2 separate regions of the Mus musculus genome follow, and region 2 is linked to region 1. The links are chromatin contacts, called in public promoter capture Hi-C maps. All regions are on one chromosome and are shown on one strand. The core of a region is the stretch at or near the end of the contact, and the rest is flanking DNA. Distances in the headings are between cores, read along the strand shown. Region 1 overlaps Itsn1 (intersectin 1 (SH3 domain protein 1A)). Region 2 overlaps Itsn1 (intersectin 1 (SH3 domain protein 1A)).

The links. Capture Hi-C pulls out chosen DNA fragments and counts their contacts.
Region 2: a contact with region 1 is called in a promoter capture Hi-C map of liver. The contact joins two enhancer-like sites. A contact is called at or near these places in 26 of 484 Hi-C or Micro-C datasets (the AML12 cell line, CD4 T cells, CD8 T cells and 15 more), 5 of 115 datasets of contacts at active chromatin or transcription factors (CD8 T cells, the HPC-7 cell line, embryonic stem cells and 1 more) and 4 of 9 other capture datasets (adipose tissue, embryonic stem cells, liver and 1 more).

The regions. Positions count from the first base shown.
Region 1 is chr16:91,784,218-91,788,472 of GRCm38.p6, forward strand. Itsn1 (intersectin 1 (SH3 domain protein 1A)) reads left to right here. Exons shown (of 39, transcript NM_010587.2): 4 at 1,071-1,134. Among named protein-coding and RNA genes, the nearest start is that of Itsn1, 57 kb to the left of the region's middle. Within about 2 kb of position 2,409, at least 22 of the 459 cell types and tissues checked have an H3K27ac peak or open chromatin away from gene starts, as enhancers often do. A contact at or near this core is called in heart atrium and liver, where this site is marked.
Region 2 is chr16:91,825,922-91,830,176 of GRCm38.p6, forward strand. Itsn1 (intersectin 1 (SH3 domain protein 1A)) reads left to right here. Exons shown (of 39, transcript NM_010587.2): 15 at 1,940-2,027; 16 at 2,273-2,412. Among named protein-coding and RNA genes, the nearest start is that of Gm52262, 76 kb to the right of the region's middle. Within about 2 kb of position 2,395, at least 36 of the 459 cell types and tissues checked have an H3K27ac peak or open chromatin away from gene starts, as enhancers often do. A contact at or near this core is called in heart atrium and liver, where this site is marked.

The DNA of each region.
Region 1 (4,255 bases), core at 1,159-3,658:
GAAAGGGCGCATGTGGTCAGCGGGGCATTTCATCCATTTTGCCCCAATTCAGAACCTGTATATTTGTTGTTACTTCTTTTTAAACCTTTGTTTGTCATCATCATGGTGTGTGCGTTTAGGTGGCGAGGGCAGAGGAGACTGTAGGTCAGTCCTCTCCTTCTGTCTTCCCATGGCTGTCAGCGACCCAGCTCAGGACCTTGACCCAGAGCCTCTCAAACCTGGCAGGCTTTACTGAGTGTCAGCTCAGTGACTTGGACCTTCCTTCTGGTGGGAATTGGTTTTAGTCAGAGGATCACACTGTTTAAATTGGGTAGGAAGGGTGCCCTGGAGCAAAGTTCAGGAAACGGCAGACAGCAAACACTTTCTAAGGATTTCATTGCTGTCCCTGGAAGTCCCTCGTGTACCTGTCTGTGACCTTGGCTGTTTAGTCACAGCTCACCAGTTCCGGACAGAAAGAGGGCATCTGGGCTTCCCTAGAGGTGCTTTTTATTTGTGTGTATGAAAGATCTCCAGTTCCTGACTGGCAGAACTCATTTATGCATTCTTGCCCGTTCTGTGTCAGTACATTCAGAGTAAAAGCTTTTGCTAAAGTCTGGCTTATCTATCAGTTGTTAGCTGAGGCATCTGCTGTGTGTGCCTGGTTGTATGCTGTTCTCTTACTGTAGTGATATACCCTAGACAATCAGGTATTAAAACAGAAAGCTTGGTTTTGGCTCATGGTTTCAGTTCTCGACAATTGTCTATGTCTTTTAAAATCTCGACTCTTCTCAGTAGCATCAGGCCTGGGGTAGAGCTCTAAACTGCACCTTAGAAGTTGATCTGGTACCCAAGCTGTTGCAGTAGTGCTGGGTAGCTCACCTTGTTAAACCGCAGCTTAAAGTGGACGGTCATCCCAGCAAAGACCCAGGCCCTTTCAAGTGCTGAGTCAGAGGCCCTTGGCCTTTCCTGTGGGGTCAGTGGTGTTTATAGCATAGCCACCTCTTAAATAATGATGTGGTTCTGATGTACAGGGATTTCTGTCGCCTCCTGCAGTTCTGTTTTTCCTGAAACCTTTCCCACTTACTTTACAGGTGATCAAGCGAGGAACTTTTTTTTCCAATCTGGGTTACCTCAGCCTGTCTTAGCACAAATATGGTAAGTTGGAATTTTACATAAGCAGACTATAAAGCAAAGCCCTGTTCTGTTCTATTTATTTGGAAGTTTGGTTTCTTCGGTAGAAAGAGAGCATGCAGGTCTAGCCTAGGGCAAACATTAAGTGGCAGTGCAGAAGTTAAATTGTAACTGAAATATCTGAATTTGAGGAGTTTCCTACTAATTTGTTTTGGCTTCATGTGTATCATTCAGTTAATTTGAATGTCCCCGTTTCTTCTCTCTAATGGAACTATTCCTTATCTTTCATTGTGTGAGAATTGGTACAGTGTGTACTTGATCAATGCTGTGTTGACTGTTGTCACAAATAGGAGTTTGGCCACAATCTCGAGTAAAACAGGCTGTCAGATACGGTTTTGGGTTTTAGGTTCCCAACTTTGGGAGGCAGTGCTGAATTCTACTGATCTGAAAGAAGTCACATTTTTCTCTGTGTTGCTTCCACCAGGACTGTGTGACTCCATCTCCTGGGTGAGTGGGTGTTATGGAGGCTGCTAGCAGTAAATAAAAGCACGGAATGTGTAGTCCTGGCCAAAGCACTTCCTGTCTGTGTGACTGGGAACCAAAGCACTTCCTGTCTGTGTGACAGGGAACATATATTTGCACTTTTTTGATTTCGGTATTTAATCATAATAATTGGCATTTGTGGGTTTTGTTTTTGTTTGTTTGTTTTTGAGTTTTTCGAGACAGGTTTCTCTGTGTAGCCCTGGCTGTCCTGGAACTCACTTTGTAGACCATGCTGGCCTCGAACTCAGAAATCCACCTGCCTCTGCCTCCCAAGTACTGGAACTAAAAGCATGCACCACCACGTCCGGCTGGGTGTTTTTGTTTTTTAAATAAAATTGAGTGGATTAGCAAACAAATTATACATGAAGGACATAGGTGTGGGTTGACACTTATTCAATAAGCCAGCAAACAAACCCCAGGAAGGTAGGGCTTAGCATCAGAGATGGCCCTTCCACATGACTAGGCTTTCCAGCTGAGTACTTGTCCCCTGAGTGACCAACACACGGACACCGGAAAGGCTGACATACCACCTGTGGCTTTCCGACTCCAGACCTCAGCATGCACAGTTCCTAAGTGCCAACATTACATAAAATCATGTTCTGGAAAAGTAAAGCTTACACTGGAAACAGCACGCTCGTGCACATGATACACATGTGTGCACACATACACACACGCACACTGTTGTGACACATACTCAGAATAACGTCCGAGTCCCATGCTGGACTGGGCTGTCTGCCATCTTTCTGTCTGTCAGGCCTTTTGCCAGCCAGTCTTTGTCTTCCTTCCACAAGTGAGCTCGCTTCTGTGACACTGTTGCAGTTGTAACTGCTGGTCGATTAGAGAGAGAGGAAGCCCATGAGCAGGGAGTTCACGACAAGCAGGTGCTGGGGCTGTGCCAGCTCAGGTGTGTGTCTGAATCAAGGCCCTTGTGTGAACCCGATTGCTTCGTAGCAGGCTTCTCTTGGGCTACAGCCTGGTGTGTTGTGCTCTTTCTCTGCAGTAAGGCTGTTTCTAGAGCCTGCCTTCCAGAGTCCACTGACTTTTGCTTAGCCGATGATACAACCAAGTTCCGAGGTCTCATTTGTGAAGAATTTTAGCACTAGGCATGCTAGCGCTGGGCTGTAGTTCTGACACTTGGGAGACAGATCAGGGGTCCTGAGGTAGAGGCCATGTGAGCTACAGCTGTGACCCTATCCCAAGGGAAGAAAACACAAAATACCAGAAAACGTTGTTGCTGGGGATTGGATGCATGCTGCACACATAAGTACTCACATGTGCCCCTCGTACCCATCCCACACCTTTCAAATTTTTATTTCGATGCAGAGTCCTGCTTACATCACCTACAATTTCCTTGAATTTTAGTCTTTCTTCCTCAGCCTCCAAAGTAGCAGAGGTTATAGGGCTTGCTCTGTCTGCTCTGTTCTCTTCCTCTCAACACCAGTGTGAAGAGGAAATAATTCTAAGCATTTCAGTTGCCTTCCCGCTCCTTTCTGAGAGGGATTTCTAGGAGCTGTGTCATTTGGCCATTGTTATAGGCTGGCATTAAACACTCTGACCTGACTCCTTCAGAGAACTGAGCTTTCCGTAGTCACAGTCTTCACTGGAAATCCGGTCGGGGCACAAGCAGTCCTTAAACACCAATAGTTATAGATCAAGAGTCCTGAAGCCAGTTACCTGGAATGCCCTTTTCTGCTCATCTCTGTATATCCAGAGCTAAAATGAGCTCTGCAGCCAAGAACAGGCAGGAAAGAGTGGGACAGGACAGTTAGCTGCTGCAGAAGCAGAACTCTGTCCCTCCTCAGCCCCCTGCCACAGGGGTGGCCTGTGTCAGAGCCCATCCGAATCCTCTCTGTAATGACAAGCACACTCTGGCCTGGGGACAGGACTGTGAGACTGGGAAGCTGCCCTTCATTGTAGCTTTAAAATTTCGGCTTGAGAAGCTGAACTCCTGGCCATGTTACTCAGTAAAGGTACTGGAGCTGGGTCTTGGAGGCAGCTTACACAGTAGCCCGAGGTCTTACCACCAGCTCTCCTGGTCATGAAATCTCAAACTGCTTTTCAGAGATGATCTGAATTTCAGTTCCTAGCACCCATGTTGATTGTTCTCAACAGCCTATAGTTCTAGCTCCAAGGGATCTGACACCTCTGGCCTCCAAGGACACTGGTGTTTATGACCATGCTTAGATGCATACCCACAATTGAAAATAAAATATATCTGTTTATATTCACAGCACTTTGAAGGTAGAAAAACAGGGAGAGCCAGAGTTTTAAGGCCAGCCTGTGCTACATGAGGTCAGCTTCAAAAATGAACCCCGCCCCTTAGGAAACAAACATACATTTAAAACTCTCCATTAAGGAGATGAAGAGATGGCTCAATGTTTAAGAGCACTCTGCTTTTTTAAGAGGTCCTGGGTTCAATTCCCAGCACCAACATGATGGCTCACAACTGTTTGTAACTCCATTTCCAAAGGATGAAATGCCCTGTTCTGGCCTCTAAAGGCAGCAACCGTGTACATGCATATATACATGCAGCCAAATACCCATACACATAAAACCAATTAGTAAGTTAATTAAGACTCATTGAGACAAAATCCAAAGCTGT
Region 2 (4,255 bases), core at 1,145-3,644, 42 kb after region 1:
TGCCTGCACTCTAGGCAAACACACTCCTGAGTTAGACTCCTCCCCCTGTGACCACTGCGGTCACCCAGAGAGGCGCATCCTCCCTCAGAAGAGGTTCCCTTCCCGTCTGTCTGTTGTGGTTTCCTGTACTTGAAAGTAGCATCGGTTTGAGATTGAGGCTGTGATCACGGAAAGTAACCAGGATGAGAAGTTCATGGCCAGAAGTCGTTTTCAAGTGTTAAAAACTATGTTTACTTTTTTTGAAGTATGTTCTTCTGTATTGTAGCTCCTTTTATTTTATTTGTTTGTTTGTTTGTTTGTTTGGAGTCTCACTCTAGCTCTGGTTGGCCTTGAACTCAAAGAGATCCACTTGCCTCTGCCTAGTGGTGGGCCCTTGTAGCTTTTAGAATTGTTACTCAGAAATCTGGGCAAATAATACCCAAAGAGATTGAGAGTAAAGATCGTGTGCTCAGTATGCCATTATTGTGACTGAGTGTTTTATGACTGAACACATTTGGTACCAAACACAAGAGTGTTCGTCATTGGTAGGTGCAGGTCCTGGATTACTGGTGAGGTGACCGCAGCTATGCTCTGAGGAAGAGAAGCACACAGACAGTGAGGCTGGCTGCTGTTGCTCCTCCTGTGCATTGGCGCTCTGCCTTTGTAGTCAGTCCCGGCACATTTGGTATTGACGTGACCTATTGGAGAAACTTGAAGCTAAAGTTTTTTTAAAGATTTACTTTACTTCTTCTGTGTGTCTGTGTGTCTCTGTATCTCTGTGTGTCTAGATTTGTGTCTGTGTGTTTGTTTGTCTCTGTATCTGTGTCTGGGTGTGTGTCTGTGCGTTTGTAAGTCTCTGTGTTTGTGTGTGTCTGTGTGTTTGTAACTCTCTGTGTCTGTATGTGGATCTGTGCCCATGAATGCATGGCTATGGAGGAGTGCTGAATCCTTTGCTGGTCCTTTGTGAAAACAGCCCTGCTCTTAACCTCTGAGTCATGCCCAGCCTGGGCTATGCTTTTTAAAGAGCCCTTTCCATGGGGGACATCTCAGTGGGTGGAAAATGGCGCAGGTTCCTCCTGATGGGGCTTGAAAGCACTGAGTAGGCTTTGCTTTCCAGGACAAAGGTCTGCTGTGTGTTTTGTTTTGTGAAAGTCTGCTGTGGGTCACTCAGAGGCCTAAGAGGTCCCTGAATCCCTCTATTGAGTTAACCTCCTACCGTGCAGGCCTAGCACAGTTCATTCTGCAAATGCCAATGTGTGTCTACAAGTGGGTGCCAGAGAGACTGGATCTGGGCCTCTACAGGAAATTCTTAAGGCATTTTATTTTCTCACAAGAGTCATTTTTCCCCACTAAGGTAAAAATAAATGTCAAGTAAGCCAGCAAGGCTGCCAGTTTACTAAAGTGACTACCAGATCATTACAGCTGAAAGTCAACAAATACTGTGCTTGGCACATTACCACAGAAATTCCAAATAGTCTCCCTTATGTAGTTTGGTTTCAACTTTTTTCTGTGCTAAATTAAAAAGGGGGGAGGACAGAAAAAGAGGGTAATTCAGGACTCTTAAGTTTAAAATTCCTTTGTGATGGCAAAACATGAGTAGCATTTAGGATTCTAGATGTGACAAATGTCCTTCTGAGTTGTGTGTCTAACGTTAGGCATGCAGTCAGCCTCGGTTGAAGCTAGTGAGTGCCACATGCAGAGCAGAGCCAGCTGAGGCTGACCCCCACCTGACCCCACCATGCTAACCTGCAGCCAGCTTGTGGCCTTTGTGCTGCATCTCTGCAGTTAAGAGAGTGGGAGTTTCTTTCATTTCATGTATGTCACACCCACCCTCGTAAGCAGAACCAAAGGCGTGGCGGGGCAATGTGCAAAAGATGCAGGTGAGGTGGGAAGTGACAGGGAAGGACCCTGGGATCTCAGGGTCACTCACTCACCTGCTGTTTCCTTCCCTCTCCCCTAGGAATCTCAGCAAATGCTTGGAAGACTTATTCCAGAGAAACAGATACTCAGTGACCAGTTAAAACAAGTCCAGCAGAACAGTTTGCATAGTAGGTGTCTTATTGATTTGCATGTTTTGTTTGTTCTGTTGGTACACATCCCGAATGCTGGAAGAGGTGACTTTTGTTCAGGCATTTGTTTTATCCCTGAGTAGTGCTCCCCTCCTCCCTCCCTCCCTCCGTCCCTCCCTCCCCACCCCCCTTATCAGCAAGAATTCCCTTCATAAACATGAAAGTTGACCATGTTCCACACTGTTAGCTAAAGTTCTCCTAACTTGTGTCCTCTTCTGAAATAGGAGACTCGCTTCTTACCCTCAAAAGAGCCTTGGAAGCAAAGGAGCTGGCCCGGCAGCAGCTCCGGGAGCAGCTGGACGAGGTGGAGAGAGAGACCAGGTCAAAGCTGCAGGAGATTGATGTTTTCAACAACCAGCTGAAGGTGACTCCTGGGTGCTGGGCCGCCTCCCCTTTGCTTGGCTTGTGAGCAGTGGTTCAGGGCCTCTGTGTGAAGGCTGTCGTGGTGCCCGCTGCCCCTCCAGTTGTGCTTGCTTTCTCTGAGGTCTGTAAGGTAGCCTGTGTTAGGGCCCTGCCCCTGCCCCTGCCCACCTTTCACACCTTTCTTTTTTTTGCCTATTTATAAACATGTCACATCCAAAGCCAGGCCCAACGTGCTCTCTTCTCTGTGTTCACTGAGGGTTACCCAGGTGCTTTTCTGTTTTAACTGAAATTTCCCTGCCACTCCAGTGATCGTCTGGAGTATGACCTGTCTTATCTCCCTCACTTTAAATGCCTTTCAGCTGAATTAGTTCATGGGGTCATGGCTCTGTCTCTGGCACAGCTGGTGATGGCTTTGTCACCCTGCACAGTAATTCAGGAAAACCACACACACAAGCCTCTTTCTGTATGGTGTTCCATTGTTTTAATCACGTTAACTCAGGCTTGCCATAGTGGCACACACCTTAAATCCCAGCGCCTGGTAGGCTGAAGCAGGCCGACCTCTGAGTCAGGGGCAGCTGAGGCTGCATAATGAGATCCTTTTCAGAAGTAAACGGCTGACTGACTGACTGACTGACTGACTGACTGACAACATAGATAAATAGGTAGTTAGATGAGACAGTGGATAGTTCATTGCATTCCAAAAATATTCACTTTAGTTTTCTAACCTTAAAATTCCTTATAATTTACTATGTATGGCCCATTTAGCCCCTAATACTCAGAAATAAAACTAAAACCTTTACTACTAAAAGAAAATTTTAAACTAGAAAGTATAGTTGAGGGTTTTTTTTTTGTTGCCCTTTGGATTAAGAGTCCATGCCAGATTGTCTAGACATCCAAGTTAAAGTATTTGTGCAGTTCTTTCAGCATTGAGGAGTGAACTTGCTCAATTGTACAATTCCAGGAAAGTACTCTCCCTTAGGGGAGTGCTGTGTAGCCGACGTGTGTTTCATTTCACATTGCTTTCCTGTTTGTGTGTGTGTGTGTGCGTGTGTGTGTGTGTCGTATCAGTATGGGAGGTGCCTCTTTGAGTTCTCTATCCCCAGTACAATAAAAGCTGTTCTCGCTTGCTCTCACTGTAACTTACTGCTGTATTAAGCAGAAAGGATTTAACATGGGGACAGTCTCACAGAGTCTCCAGGTAGTGGGTAGTGCCTGGATGTAAACCTTTGAGGACCGTCAGCTTCGGAACACAGGAGAAGCACAGCGTTTGCCTTAATGATTGCTTTTCTACCAGTTTGGCCTAAGACTCGGTTCAGATGCTAGGGAAAGATGCTCAGGCAAAGGCTTGTGACTGACACTCAGATCTGTGGGCTAGAGATGTTAGTGCTCGTAGCTGTTGCCATTGCTGCAGAGAGCACCATCAGATGGACTGAGTCGCGGTCTTGTGACTCTGTGTGTGTGTGTGTGTGTGTGTGTGTGTGTGTGTGTGTGTGTGTGTGTGTGACGCTGCTGCGTGTGGTGTCAGAAGTTCTTAGCTTTCCCCACACACACTGGCCCTTTCCCAAATAGGCTTATTTTGAAATTATAACATTTCTTTTTGCCTTCTACATTCTTATTTTGACTTCTTATTATCAGTAAAGTTCATATGGCAAATGCAAATCATAGCTGTGTTGTTGATCCTTTAACGTCCATTCACGGGGGTCCACTGAAGGGGCTGTGTTGACTGAGGTTTTTTTGTTTCTGGAATTCCTCTGAAATCTGCGGAAACCAAAAAAGAAATGAGACAACTGAGAGACTGCGTTAGCATTTAGTTTCTCTGTGATCTCCTGCTGTTTCTCTTTATG